Regions from separate parts of the Anas platyrhynchos genome. Here region 2 is linked to region 1. Evidence: chromatin contacts called from public Hi-C data. All regions are on one chromosome and are shown on one strand. Each heading gives the region's core, a stretch centred on a gene start, on an enhancer-like site or on the middle of the called end of the contact. The rest is flanking DNA. Distances are from core to core; before and after follow the strand shown. Region 1 holds the start of DHRS7B (dehydrogenase/reductase 7B). Region 2 holds the start of FLCN (folliculin).

Region 1 (2,700 bases), core at 22-2,521:
TATTAAATTAAATAGGCTGTCAGATACCAGGTAAATTACCACAGGAGCTTGGATGTAGCTCTCAGGCAGCCATGGTCCTGTGAGAAAGTCAGTGCATTAGGCTCTGGCTCATCCTGTCCTGCTTTGCTGAGAAGGATGGTCTGAAAGGGCTTTTTCTAGCTCTGATTTTCAGAAGACCGAGCAGACTGCAGCTTCCAGTAAGGCTGCCATTACACAAATGAACTTCTTGTTTTTCATTTTAATTTGGATAAGTATAATTATTGATTCTTTCCTTTTGATTCACATTGGCCCTAAAGCCAGAAAAGCGTGTTACTGTCAGACCTATCAGAATGTGATTTTTAGGAAGATCTTGAATCCTTTTCTATTTTTTCCTTCAGTATTGATCCCTTACTAATGACAAACAAACATACTGATGCAAACTCACGGCCCCAGTGTGTTTTCCTTATTAGAGAGGAACAAAATGCCGTTACCATATGTAAACTGCTTCAAGTAACTGTCATAAAAAAACACACAAACACAACTGCTCACCTCACTGCTGCTCAAAGGGAAAGACACCTGGGATTAACTCCCTTTGTCGCTGGATAATGCCTTTGTAGATGTATCTCCTGCTCACGCACGCTGTAGGGAATAGGAAGAGAAGCTCCTTGTGCCAGGACGAAGCCCTTGGTGCAGGAGCTCCTCACACCACTGAGTCCATCCAGGCTTTGGGATTTGGGCATCACAGGAACCTTGTTTTCCAAAGGCCTGCTCGGATTTGTGCTGTAACCCTGCAGCACCCCGTTGCCCGTTATCAGCTCCACGGCCTTTACAGGAGCTGAGGCTGCAACACTTCAGCCCCATTTCACCTCAAAGGGAAAAGCTCTTGGACTGCGGGTGCTGCCTGCGAGCACTGCTGCGGGGAGCCCGTTTAAGAACCAGGGAACCACACTGCCCCTGGTCTTGCTGCCCACACTCCGGGACCGCGATCAGGGCCCTGCAGAACGCCACCTCCTCCTCTTTTATCACAGGATTTCGCCATCCCTGCCCCTGTAGCCATGCACTGCCAGCTCTGGGTACGCTGTATGCAGCTCCCCTGCCCTTTCAAGCAGGGCTGGCAACGAGCTGGCTCCTCAGGGATCCTTCTGGGAGGCTGAATTATTAATTGTTTTATTATTAATATTATTAATATTATTATTATTAATTGAACCACTGCCCTAATAGACCCGCAGGCCCAGCTCGGAACAAAGTGAGGCCGGAACCTCCCACCGGGGGCGCTGTTTCCCGACCGGACCCAACCCACGGCCGGACCCACGAAGGGCAACGCCGCGGGCCGGCTCCCAGGCCTTCCGGCAGAAGCGGCCTGCTATTGGGCGCGCCGCCGGAAGCCCCGCCTCCCCCCGCCGCACTTCCGGCGGTGGCCATGGTGACGGCGGCGGGCAGGTAGGGCCCGGCCGGGGGGGCCCTGAGGGGACGGGGGCGGCAAAGGGCGGCTGGGGGGGGGCCGTGAGGGGCTGGGCTGGTAATCTTGGGGGTTACATTGATAATCCTGAGGGGTTGGATTGGTAATCCAGGGAGGTGTATTGATAATCCTGAGGGGGTGTATTGACAATCCCGGGGGTTATTTTGGTAATCCCAAGGGTTGTATTGATAATCCCAAGGGGGTGTATTGACAATCCCAGGGGTTGTATTGGTAATCCCGGGGGTTGTATTGATAATCCCGAGGGGTTACGTTGATAATCCCAGGGGCTATACTGAGATCTTTTTGGGGTAAAAGCATAAATAAATGGCATTAAGCGACTCCCAAAACACAGCGGATCGTCTCCTCAGGCACTGCTCCAAGTGATAGCGGGGAGATAGCAGGGTTTTCGAATTGCACCTTAAGAAGTTAATTCAGACTGTTATAACTGAGCCTTCCCACCTCAGCAGCCCCCAGACGACCGATCTTTGTTGCCATCCACTTACAGACCTGGTGTCCGCCTGCTCCTGTTGCCTGGGGCAGTCCTCACCGTCACACTTCCCATCATTTCTGTTCAGAAATCCAGCTGGGGTCTTGGATTCCTTCTCCCAAACCCCTCCTCCCTTTCTTCTCTGAACAATTACCTTTTACTGAGGAGTTCTGTCCAGGCACTGAGTTCCTTCTTAGGCCTTTTGCTGATTTCTAATGCCCTCAGGGTATCTCGCACATCATTTTCTGCTCATGAAGTCTGGAGTGAAAGCAGATAATGTAAGTGCACACAAGCATTTTGTTAATTCAGCTGTTTCAATGAGCGTAGTCACTTTATTTTTCTCATTAGGTCTTCAGTGAGCTTTTTGAACCTTCACTTACCATTGTTTGGGGACCTGGTGAGTCAGAGAAATTGTCAAATTTCCTGTTTGCTTCTATTAAATCACTGATTGAATAGACAATGCTGCCTTCCTTTGTCCCCTGACCTCAAAGTCTACACATTTCACGTCAATTTCTTTCTGAAGCAGTTGGATCACCAAGAACATTTAGCTGGTGTTAAACGCAAGCAATGCTCACTCTTCTTCCCTGTCAAACACGGCTTGAAAAGGATTTAGCGAATGTGGTCTGCTTGAAGGAATGCCCATTTCCCTGGCAGATACCACGTGCTGCTGCCGAGTGTGATGAGCAGCTCATCTCTCAGTCCAGTTCTGCTCAAAGTTCTCAAGAATCCTAAGGAAAGAAATGAAAATTAATTTTTTTCCCTTTTAATTAATGAG
Region 2 (2,700 bases), core at 134-2,633, 220 kb before region 1:
AGTAGGTTTTTTGGATTTGGCTTTTTTGTAGTTTTGTTCTGTTGTTTGTTTGTTTGTTTGTTTGTTTTGGGGGGGAATCTTTTGTTCTTAGATATCTACTGGTAGCTTCTCAGACCTCTCCTGAATGGTCTCAAACAGAAGTAGTGTTTTCTTTTGTGCAAGCAGTCTGTGTCTTGGGAAGTGCTACTGGCCTTTGTCCAAGACAGACTGGAATTAGATGGGCTTTGGCTCAAACGTGCTGCAAATTAGGACTTCTTTGTACTTAGATCTGATCATTGTGTTGCAAGCATCATCTATCTCACTGTCCATCTGAATATTGTTTTCTTCTGCAGAAGCCCAAGTCTTCAGTCCACATGTGACTGCTCAGAGCAGAGTCATAATATATGGTGCTGGTATTGCTGGTAGCTGCCTTTTTTGGGGGTTTCAGTCGGTTTATAGCAGTATGAGTTGTGATTAGCTGAATGATTTGTGCCATTATCTTGGGGAAGACTTACTACTTTTTTATTTATTTTTTAAAGACACGGATACTTGAGAGTCTTTAGAGGCCAGCTCCAATGTAAAGGGAAGGGGGGGGGATGAAAAAAAAACAGCAGTTGATTATTTTGAAGCTTGAAAGGATAACCGATTCCAAGGGGCTGTGGGGTGTATGTGACGTGTATGTGGCGTAGTTTCCACACAGCAATAACCCTGTGGTAAGATGTGAGACCCTACAGCAATATAGGACGGGCTGAAACAAGGGCAGGTGTGTAAGAGCCTAAATCGAGGTGTTTTTAACTCGGCTGAGGTGTTTAATTCACTGACTGAGCTGTTCAACCCCCGCCGCCTCCCCGTGACAGGGGCCGGGGCCGAGCCGAGCCCTCAGGGGCTGAGGCGAGGGGCGGGGCGGGGCCGTCCCCTCAGAGCGCGGCGGGGACGCACTGCGCCTGCGCGCGGCCCGCCTCTACCCCCCCCCCCTTCCCTGCGGGTCGGCGGTCACGTGACCCGCCCTGTGGGCCGCACCATTTTTCGGGGGTAGGAGAGGGGGAGCGGGGCCCCCTCCGGCTGTGGGTTCGCAGTCTCCTCGACCTGTCCCGGCTCCTGGAGGTCTATCACTGATGTCTTCTCTTCACCGTGTGATAACAGCGCGAGGCTCAGCGAGTAAAAAGAAGGAGACGTGTTTTGGAGTTTCAAGCCCCCCCCCGCACCCTCTGAGGTAATGGTTCCGCCCAGCCCTGTGCAGAGGGCGGCTGCGGGCCGAAGGCGTCGCCTGAACCATGACGGCGGGGCGCGGGGGGGGACGCGGCGGCGTCGCTTGTCACCAGCGGGGCTGCGGCGTGAGGACACCGCCTGGGCGCCGTCTCAGCACCACCGTTCTCTCCGTTCTTCCTCCTTCTCCTGCTGGGCGGCGAGCGAGCAGCCGAGAAGTGACCTCCAACTATAACCTCACCCCCCCCGGCGGTGGGTGCGGATGGTACAGCCCGGCGGGGCCGCGGCTGTCAGCTGCCCGCAGCCACGGGACGCGCCGGGGGGGCCGCGGCCGCGGTGAGCGGGGCCTGGGGGGGGGGACCGGGAAGGGGTCGGAACGGGGCCGGGGCCGCTGAGGGGGGACCGGGGCCGAGCCCTGAGGCGTGAGGGAGTTGGGGGGCTGCAGCCCGAGGGGCCTCGGCACCGTCGCGGTGTGGGGAGGGCGGGTGGGCCTGGCACTGGCCTCCCCCTGAGGCGCCTGGGGCCTCCCCTGAGGTACCTGGGGTCCCCCCTGAGGCGCCCGGGGCCCCCCCTGAGGTACCCGGGGTCCCCCCTGAGGCGCCCAGGCGAGGCGAGGCCGCTTCGCTCTCCCCCCATCAAAGCCTGAGGTATCAGAGCCCCCCCATGTAGGGTTGGGCCTCTCCCTTTGGCTGAGCCGCCCCTCAGGGGGATGCACAGCAGGGTTTCGCCCAGCTGAGGAGGGTTCGAGGCTTGTTCTCCGTGCTGATGTCGTCTGTTTTCTCCTTTATCCGCAGGAGGCCTTGACGGACGCGCCGCGCTCTCACTATGAATGCTATCGTCGCCCTCTGCCACTTCTGCGAGCTCCACGGGCCCCGCACCCTCTTCTGCACCGAGGTCCTGCACTCGCCGCTTCCCCAAGGCGCCAGCAGCGGGGACATCGCTGGGCAGAATGAGCAGGCGGAAGAGGAGGAGGGCGGCATCCAGATGAGCAGCAGGATCCGCTCGCACAGCCCGGCTGAAGGTGCCAGTGCTGACTCCAGCAGCCCAGGGCCGAAGAAGTCAGACATGTGTGAGGCAAGTGCGAATAGCTGCACATGGACATCAGTGGCCTTTTACTTTACTAAATCTATTACTTTTCTAAAAGCTCTTGGATTCTCTAATGCAAATTGTGTCGCTATTTGTGTTTTGTGTGGTTTTTTTTTAAGCAGGAAAAAAGTGAACTGCACTTGTATTTGAATATGACTGACAGTACCAAAAAACGTCTAAGTCCTTACACAGTACAGCTACCCGTGACAGGATGTTAAAGGGACTGTGTTTGAGGCTATTGACCTTTACAAGATTGTCTTCTGAGGTCTCTTTTAAGCCCTCTATGCATTTTAGTCTTGTGACGCTGAGAAATGCTTCCCTCATCCTCTGAGAGTCACTGCTTCATTAGCTCAGGTCTTACTATTGATTAACGTTAGTCTGTAACTCTTGAATGAGAAAAAAATTGTCAAAGCAATTAAAATGGTGGAG

The links. Hi-C and Micro-C count contacts between places; a contact is called where the count stands out from the background.
Region 2: a contact with region 1 is called in a Hi-C map of subcutaneous adipose tissue, with 2.1 times the contacts expected there. The contact joins the promoter of FLCN here to the promoter of DHRS7B in region 1. A contact is called at or near these places in 2 of 8 Hi-C or Micro-C datasets (liver and subcutaneous adipose tissue).

The regions. Positions count from the first base shown.
Region 1 is chr15:16,792,381-16,795,080 of IASCAAS_PekinDuck_T2T, reverse strand. DHRS7B (dehydrogenase/reductase 7B) reads left to right here and starts at 1,271. Exons shown (of 7, transcript XM_027469151.3): 1 at 1,271-1,419. The coding sequence starts at 1,400.
Region 2 is chr15:17,011,584-17,014,283 of IASCAAS_PekinDuck_T2T, reverse strand. It overlaps FLCN (folliculin), which reads left to right and starts at 1,383. Exons shown (of 12, transcript XM_038186796.2): 1 at 1,383-1,521; 2 at 1,980-2,259. The coding sequence starts at 2,011.